2 separate regions of the Mus musculus genome follow, and region 1 is linked to region 2. A link is a contact called in public HiChIP or PLAC-seq data. All regions are on one chromosome and are shown on one strand. The core of a region is the stretch at or near the end of the contact, and the rest is flanking DNA. Distances in the headings are between cores, read along the strand shown. Region 1 holds the start of Dzank1 (double zinc ribbon and ankyrin repeat domains 1). Region 2 overlaps Ovol2 (ovo like zinc finger 2).

The links. HiChIP or PLAC-seq counts read pairs in DNA pulled down with a chosen protein or histone mark.
Region 1: a contact with region 2 is called in an H3K27ac HiChIP or PLAC-seq map of embryonic stem cells, with 5 read pairs. The contact joins the promoter of Dzank1 here to the enhancer-like site in region 2. A contact is called at or near these places in 2 of 115 datasets of contacts at active chromatin or transcription factors (embryonic stem cells and pancreatic cancer cells) and 2 of 9 other capture datasets (adipose tissue and liver).

Annotation. Positions count from the first base shown.
Region 1 is chr2:144,525,339-144,529,622 of GRCm38.p6, reverse strand. It overlaps Dzank1 (double zinc ribbon and ankyrin repeat domains 1), which reads left to right and starts at 2,209. Exons shown (of 21, transcript NM_172859.3): 1 at 2,209-2,343; 2 at 3,927-4,043. The coding sequence starts at 3,935. Polr3f (polymerase (RNA) III (DNA directed) polypeptide F) reads right to left here and starts at 1,878. Exons shown (of 9, transcript NM_029763.3): 1 at 1,698-1,878; 2 at 803-920. The coding sequence starts at 1,759.
Region 2 is chr2:144,308,379-144,312,823 of GRCm38.p6, reverse strand. The region is part of intron 3 of Ovol2 (ovo like zinc finger 2); the gene reads left to right. Among named protein-coding and RNA genes, the nearest start is that of Ovol2, 21 kb to the left of the region's middle. Within about 2 kb of position 2,328, at least 21 of the 459 cell types and tissues checked have an H3K27ac peak or open chromatin away from gene starts, as enhancers often do. A contact at or near this core is called in embryonic stem cells, where this site is marked.

The DNA of each region.
Region 1 (4,284 bases), core at 960-3,459, 220 kb before region 2:
CAGAGTGACCCTGTGATCCCCAATCAATAGGCTATTGATAACTCACAAAAAACTCACAGTGGAAATATTTTATAGGGAATGGCTAGAAGCTAGCAGGAGGAAGTATAACAAGTTGAGAACAGACCACACCCACGTGTCTTTTTGTGTCACTGAAGCTAATAACAATTAGTTATAACAGAATTGCATGCAGTTCCCTCATCTTGTCAAATGGCAGGCAGATGAGTATTTTTTTCTTCCTATTCAGACATTCTGATCCTTTCCTTGGTTTGGAATCAAGCCACAAATTTTGGCCTTACAATTAGTATATTGGCTTACTAGAAAGGAGGCTTATTATGCGATTATTGCTCCGTGTAATTAAGGTGGGGGGAGAATTCTTGTACGTCTCCTGCAAGCTGGAGACTAGAGAAGGCCAGCGGCACAGATCAATGGCACAGACCGGATGCATTAACCTCGGTGATGGGAAGTCAATGGTATAGATGGGATCCGAAAGTCTAAGGACAGAGTGGTGAAGGCAGAAGGCTGGCCCTGGGGCTCAGAGTGGGCTGGGGCAAGTTCCTGTGTCCTCCATGTCTTTGGCTTAGGCTGATACTAAATTGGATGGTGCCCATTCACTGCCTACAGTCAGCACATCAGTTCAAATACCACATTCTAGAACATCCCAGAAACAGCAAACAGGCAGATATCTAGGATCTCAGAGCCCAGCCAAGCTGACACATAAGGTTAGCCATCACAACGATATGACAGGAAGCAATGAAAACCAGAATATACAACAAATTACATGAATTGGTTGACTTCACCTTACCATGGATAACAGTCTATTGATGGCCACTGCCCGCTGCTGGGCTTCAATGTGAGGCATTTCGTTCTGAATTACTTGATCTGTGATTCCATGAGGGAACTGGTGGCATAATTCTATAATTCTAGGAACAACGGTATAAATGGTTTATGTTTGCTTGCTTTTAAAGGCAAATAAGGAAGATACACGATAGTCAAGCTAAAAAGCTCAATGTTGTCAATGGGAATAAGTACAGCAAAGTGACTCCAAGGTCTGTGGGCAGAAAGCAAATAGAATATTCGGGGGTGGGGGTGGGGGGCAGCATAGTGATTCACCATAACTGGAGTCTTGAGAATTATCCCCTCCAAACAAACTGGAGGGATTAATTTGTTTGGAGGTGTAATAAACTTATTATCCACAATAATAATGTTGAGAAAGTCGTCTTTTAAATACATTATAACCTAGAAACACATGTGCACTACGGGAGTTAAGGCACTCACTGAACCTACTTGGCTCAATGGTCCTTTGTAATCACAAACTGAACCCTCATTTGGCCCCAACGTTCTCTTATAGAACTTCCCTTGGCAACCGGGCAATCCTGGATTCGAACACATGTCCAAGAACTACAGGGAAAATGCAGGTCTCTCTTCTGGCCCTGGCTGCTGTCACGTTCCAAGTGCTCTAATAGAATCCCGGAGAACCCAGTTCCACAACGTTTCAAGCTGTCCCGCTGCTCTAGAGCTTCTGAAGAGTTCTACTCTCCCTAATCGGGGCGGGGGGGTCGCCCAGACACCCGGCAACCCCGCTCCCGCGTGCTCGACCAGTCTACCCCAGCCTCTCCCCGCGGGACTGAGAGAGAAGGGGGTCCCGCTACCCAGCTGACTGCTCGCTTAGCGTCGGGAGCCTAGCTTTATTGCAGTACCTGTTTTCTATCTCCACCGGATCCGCGTCCGGCGGCTGCACCTTGACCTTCACCTCCGCCATGAGGGCAGTTTTCGAGACTAGAGGAAAAGTGGCCCCTCGGAGCGCGCTGGAAGTCTCGGGAACCGGTGGAGGCGCGCGCCGGGGACCGAGGCTTGAGAGAGAGGCGAGGGACCTTCTTCATCCGGTCGCGCTGGGCCTTCTTCATCGGATCGGCTTGGGGCGCCCGTGCTGTGCCTGCTCCGCCTTGCTCGGCAGGGTCGCCACAGCGACTCCCTTCCGTTGTCTCAAATTTCAGTGCTTGTCGGACAAGAGCCTCTGGCTCCAGTACGCACCCTTCAGCCTCTTCCAGCCGCCGAGAAGGCATATTCTTGGACACCTACAAGAAAGTGTCGCAGAAGGATCTGGAGGCGGGTACCAGACGGAGGCTGCAGCCAGAGACAAGGGCGGGGCTGGTTGCTAGGATGTCGATTTCCCTGCCAATCATCTGCTCGGCTCCCGATGGGCGGGGCGCGGTTCGCAGCGTCTGTGGAAACGCAAGCTGCAGCGGAGGAGCTGTGGTGAGACCGTGAGAAACCTGACAACGGGTTGGCGGCGGCGGTGCTGCGTCGGGGGTCCTTAATCTCTGTCCTTGAGGCTGGAGAAGGGTGAGGAGAAGGGCATCTCTCACTGGGTTGGGAGGGAATTAGGCATCTCTGACTGCCTCGCGAGGCCGAGGGCATGACGCAGGGTCTGGGTCCTGGTTTGGGCAGCGAGGAGATGGTTCAGGTGCAGGATGTTGGGAGATGCTGGTGGCATGACACTGACACCAGGCTGCGGTGTGGACCTAGCGAATCAGCCATCTCTGTCTCCTTCCTGTGAGGTCCAGTGACCACCCCAGGTTTCCAAGAGCAGCTAATAGCTAACCGTGAGCACTTCAGTCTCGAACCAACGGTGTTTATTTAGAATCTAGTTTTCAGCTATCTTTATTTTAGCTGACTCTCACTCGAAGGGAAATGTGAAGGTAGGCGAATCCCTCTACATCCAGCGTCATTTCTGAAGGGTCAGATACCTGTAGTTTTTATTCTTGGTCCTCAATCTGGAAGAATCCAAAAAGGCATTAAATTCGTCTTTTAATTCTAATTATCTCGCTTTCCAGAACAAGATATGTCAAAACGCAAACATGTTCACAGCAACATGATCAGAATTCCAACTACCATTTAAAAAAAAATGACCTCACCACTGAACAACAAATTGTTACATGAAAAATTGTAAGCCAGGCATGGTGTCTCATTCCTTTAATCCCAGCACTTGGGAGTCAGAAGCAGGTGGATCTCTGTGAGTTGGAGGCCAGCTTGGTCTACAGGTAGAGCTCCATAACAGCTAGGGCTGTTACACGGAGAAACCCTGTCTCGGGGGAGCGGGGGGCGAAATGAGGATGCAAAATGTTGATTATAAAAGTGAGATGAATATGTACATTATAATTGAATAATAATGTAGCCACAATCGTTGAAGCTACAGTGCAAGTTGCAAATACTGGATTAAGAGGACTCCTCCCCACCTCAAAGAAAAGACCCATAAGGTTTCTGCCCTGCTAGTTATTTACAAAATAGCAGAGCTAATAGGAAATGATGGTTGTGGGTTTATATCCATGTCAACTTCCTTTCTATTGAGAGCTGATGCTCTGCAGTCTTTGCAGTATATTTTCCAAAATACAATACACTGCAGTGGTTTGCAAAGGTGAGACTGTGGGGGGTTAGAACCTCTTTTAAGATTTGGCTCTAAGTAATTCATGCTACGTGCAGAGTTACCTGCTCCCCTTATGTAATGAGTTGCCTTGAAGTCAGGAGAGTGAGTGTGTGTGTGTGTGTGCATGTGCGCGCGCACTGGCTGAAGGCAGTGAAGAGTGAATGATCTCGAGGGAACTGAGCTCAGAGCGTTAGAGGTGGATTCTGCTCTGCCTCATCCGTGGACCTGCCCTTTTAAAGCAGCTCCAGCCTCCTAGCGAATTCATCTGTTTGTCTTTATTAGATGTAAAGTGTTTAGGTGAATATCCAACAGCAGACGTCAAGAGCAAGCATACAGCCAACGTGTAATAATTTCATTAATTAAACTGGGCGTTATCTGTAGGTGGCATATTAATTTAATGCTCTTCTGGCTTCAATGCATTTAAAATAAGTAGCACTCTGTTGTTTTCGTGTTTAGGCATAGGTTCATGATGGAAATTTTTAATCTATTTTTTTTCTATAAGGAGAAAACATGACTGCTGGCTCAGTGTGTGCCCCTCAGATCATACCACTGCGAGTGCCTCAACCTGGAAAAGCTAACCATGAAATTGATACCAATACTCTTTTGGAAATGAAATCCGGTAGGAAAGCCATGTATTTTGAATTATTTAGAAATAACATTGCCATAGTCTGTGTTCATGTGTTACTGACGGATCTCTTTGTATGTTTTCTATATTGGGGCTTTAGACGTTGGCAAATCTTCCACATGTTGAAAATGTTGTTCTTTGATGGTTTGTAGAGTGGTATGTATGTGTTTGTTTTTCATGAGACACGCTCTTATGTAGTAGCCAAGATCAGCCTTGAAATCAATATATAGCCCAG
Region 2 (4,445 bases), core at 1,079-3,578:
TGAAGATAGTTTTCACTCCCTGTCATTGGGAAAGGTACTGGCTAGTGCCCAATCCCAGGAGAAGGGGGTGCCTAGGAGCTGGTAGCTGCCAGCCCAAGAAGTGGGTCTGGGGGCGGAGCCAACACTACCTTCCATATACTTCACAGATGTCCCAGTGTCAGGGACAGGATCACAAGGGCCAGACTCACCCACATCGAAGCAGAGAGAGGACCCAGCATCAAAAAAGCCCAAAACATGTATGTTCGTTCAGTTCACAGCCCGAGAAAAGCACTGTGGATCTGTGTTTACAGAACATTCTTTTGGATTTGGGCTTTTTTTACTTAGGCCAGCTAGGGTTACTCCCTAAGAGTGGCTGCCTGTTGGCAGAAATGATTTATTTTGGGGGAGAGAGATCTGTGCGTTTGAGTGAAAAATACTGACGGGGCCGAGGCCTGTGCTAGATCGAAGGGGTATGGCAGCGGGTGGCTGGAACATACGGAGAAGGGAGGGGGAGTGTGTGCAGTAGAGAAATTAACAAAAATAATAATACTGGGCTGGAGAGATGGCTCAGTGGTTAAGAGCACCGACTGCTCTTCCGAAGGTCCTGAGTTCAAATCCCAGCAACCACATGGTGGCTCACAACCATTCGTAATGAGATATGACGCCCTCTTCTGGTGCATCTGAAGAGAGCTACAGTGTACTTAGAGATAATAATAAATAAATCTTTAAAAAAATATACTAGCCAGGCATGGTGGCACACGCCTTTAATCCCAGAACTTGGGAGGCAGAGGCAGGCAAATTTCTGAGTTCAAGGCCAGCCTGGTCTACAAAGTGAGTTCCAGGACAGCCAGGGCTATACAGAGAAACCCTGTCTCGAAAAACTAACCAAAAAAAGAAAACAAAAATACTGGTACAAGCTAGACTCCATACCGAGTGTCCACGCCCACACTACTCAGTATGGTTTGAGGACCACAGCATCACCCGGGAGTTGGTGGGCGTGCACAGTTGCACATTTTGATGCCTCAAAGGTGCCAACCTTGTTGTTGAGGTACAGTATTCATCAAAAGAATTTTTTGTTTTCCTGTTTGGTAAAATGAATGCTTCTGCTGTGGAAGATTTTGGATGACATAAAAAAAAAAAAATAGAAAGAAAGAAAATGATAGCAAGCGTCAGCTACCATAATGGCTGATCAGGCCAAGAGGTTGGTTAGGCCTGGAAAGATGACTCACAGCTCTGAGGGTGTGGTGGCTCATGCCATTAATCCCAGCTCACAGAGGCTGAGGCAGGGGAATTACTGAAGTTCAAGGTCAGCCTGAGCACTTGGTTTTACTGGCAGAGAACCTGGGGTCATTTACACCCACGTGGTATGGTACCATCATCTGTAACTCCTGTAGGGGATTTGATGACACCTTCTGACTTCTGCAGGCACTGCACTCACATGGTGTACATACATACATGTATAAAAATAAATGTTTTTTTGTGTGTGTGTGAGGTTTTTTGTTTGTTTTGAGACACTGTCTCACCACGTAACTCTGGCTGACCTAGAACTTAATAGATAGCCTAGGCTAGCCCCAAACTCCCAGGAACTGAGATTGCCACCATGCTGCCATGACTAAAAATATATACATCGTTTAAAAAAATAAAAATGAGGGCTGGGAGATGGCTCAGAGATTAAAAGCACTGACTGCTCTTCCAGAGGCCCTGAGTTCAATTCCCAGCAACCACATGGTGGATTACAACCATCTGTAATGAGATAGGATGCCCTCTTCTGGTGTGTCTGAAGACAGCTACAGTGTACTCATAAAAATGAAATAACTAAATAAACAAACAAATAAAATTTCAAAAAAAAGAAAAGAAAAGGCTGACTCAAATAGGAAGTCCCAGTGGTTTAAGCCTAAGGACCCCACACTTGATCCCAAGAACCCATGGGGAAAACCAGGTGTGGTTGACCCACCCATAGGGCCTGGGGGTGTAGCTCAGTTGGTGAGTGGCTTGCCTAAGAAGTGCAAATGTATTAATTTAATCTCTAATAGCATATATAACCAGTGTGGAGGCCCTCTCCTGTAGTTCATCAATTGGGAAGTGGAGGCAGGATATTCAAGGTTAGGCTCAGCTACACAGTTGAGGCCAGCCTGAGCTACAGGAAGACATTTAAAAAAAAAAAGCAAAACCCAACAATCCATCCCTCTGGTTGAAGTAAAGAAGGCCCGTGCCTTCCCTGTGGGCTGCGTTCCACAGAGAGAACCCGAGGAATTCCAATTTGAGGTGAGGGCTAGGGAGGGGCTGCCCACAGGACAGGGGGCTTTCTTACCTTATCTTCCATCAGGGGCTATATTGAGAGAGACCAGAAGGCAAACAAACCCCAGCCTGACTAAAGCAGAGAGGACAATGGTGTCTTTGTTTGGGGCCAAGGAGAAAGATTGCCTGGATTGGGAAAAATGCAGATCAGAAGTTTAAGGCAGGGCTGCTAGCCTAAGAACCCTGGAATCCACTCCCCACAGCCCAGCTCACCTGTGGTGTCGCCTCATCCGTGGTTTCATTTAGATTTTAACTTACATATTTGTTTTTACCTAAAAAGATAATAATATATTTACGTGGGGGGTGGGGCGGGATGGTGGAAAATGAGATTTAAAAAACAAAACAAAACACCCAAGATTCTTTTCCAGCCCCAGTTTGCTTCTGAAAGTGATTTGCCATTTATTCTTTGTTTGTTTTTTGTCCTGGAAGCTTCGAAGGCACATGGCTGCTCTCCTGGGAAGGAGACCCTGGCTTGCTTGGTGTCTGCATTGTGGAACCTCACTCCTTTTCCTCATTGTCCATGTAATACGAAACCATGACAAATCCCATCACAGAGGCACAGTCCTTTCCTAGTTCCCAGAAGTCTTTGCTTCCATTTTCAGGTTGTTTTCTGTTTTATTTAATTCTGACCACCATGAATTTTCTTGCATATCCTTTGCCCACCCATGCAAGTCTATCTCTGATGTAACCTCCCACAGGTGAACTTACTAGGCCAAAGGGCAGGAGCACTCTGGGTTTCACAGGCATTGCCTCTTTGCCTTCCTAGAGGCGGCCCTCAGTGTCTTCTCCCACCAGGAGGCCAGTGTCAGAGCTTCTTGTTGGAGTTCACAGTTGGCTCAAAATCAGGAAAGGAACATTTGACCCAGAGGAAGGAAAGCAATCAGAAAGTTCCAGAAGTGGGGACTTTACCTGGAGATGTGGGATTTGAAATTCAGCTTAGTGTTGGGAATAAACAAACACACACACACAAAAAGAATGAAAAACTCAAAAGTCTTTGTTGACAACACCCCAGAAGAACATATATATGTGTGTATGTATATAATCTATATACACATGTATATATGAATGTATGTATATGTGTGTGTATATGTATGTACGCATGCATGTATGTATATATGAATGAACTAGGTAATAAAGGTGTCGGATAGAAAATTCAAAATGGGGACTGGAGAGATGGCTCAGCGGCTAAGAGCAGTGACTGTTCTTCTAGAGATCCTGAGTTCAAATCCCAGCAACCACAAGGAGGCTCACAGCCATCTGTAACAAGACCCGATCCCCTCTTCTGGTGTCTGAAGACAGCTACAGTGTATTTACATACAATAAATAAAATAAATCTTAAAAAAGAAAAGAAAAAATTCAAAAGAGCAGGCAGTGAGGGATGGCTCAGCCAGCCTCCTAGGGACCATTTTTTAAAATCCTTTTTTGTTGTGAAATACAGAATTCATAACAAAAGGTATAGGTGGAAGACAAATCCTGAGTACTTAGGGATAGGGCAGGCAGGGGACCCTGCTTCCATTGTGTTGAGCTGGATTCTAAACACCGAGATCCTAGCGCCCTGAGACTTAGTGTTTGCCAGCTCTTGTGCCTGTGATAGCTCAGTTAATCCTCAGAGCAGCCCTCCTGGGTGTGAGAACTATCTGCATTTCGTGGGTGAGGCGATTGAGCGGTATCGGGAGTTAACAGATTGACCACGGACTCCGTTAATGAGTGGCAGATGGGCAGTGCTGTGCTTCCCAGTGGCCTTGGACTTTGGAACCCAGGTAGGTGTCAGTAGGTTAATTTATGTCTGGTAGCAGATGGTGCTTTTGGTTCCCAACCAACCTGTTCTTTTGACTAGGGTAAGATTGGTTTTTGTTAGAGAGGGAGGTGATGGGCGTGGCCTCGGTGTTGTGGGTGGGGCTTAGATCCTCTTTACACAGGTCTATCTCTATTCCCTTGAAGGTGTGGAGACTGGATTTTATTCATTCAAGCCCAGGAAGAAGCTTTTTTGACAAAACTGTCTGTCTGCCAGGAGTGAGATTATAGTCAGAAGAGGAAGCAGGAACACTGGGGCAGGGAACAGGTTTATAAGGTAGAGATGTTATAACTAGAGCTTTTATGGTCTGTCTCCTTCTGTGTCTATATCATGAAGTACCTACCCATCCTCAAAACCAGACTCCGTGCCTATA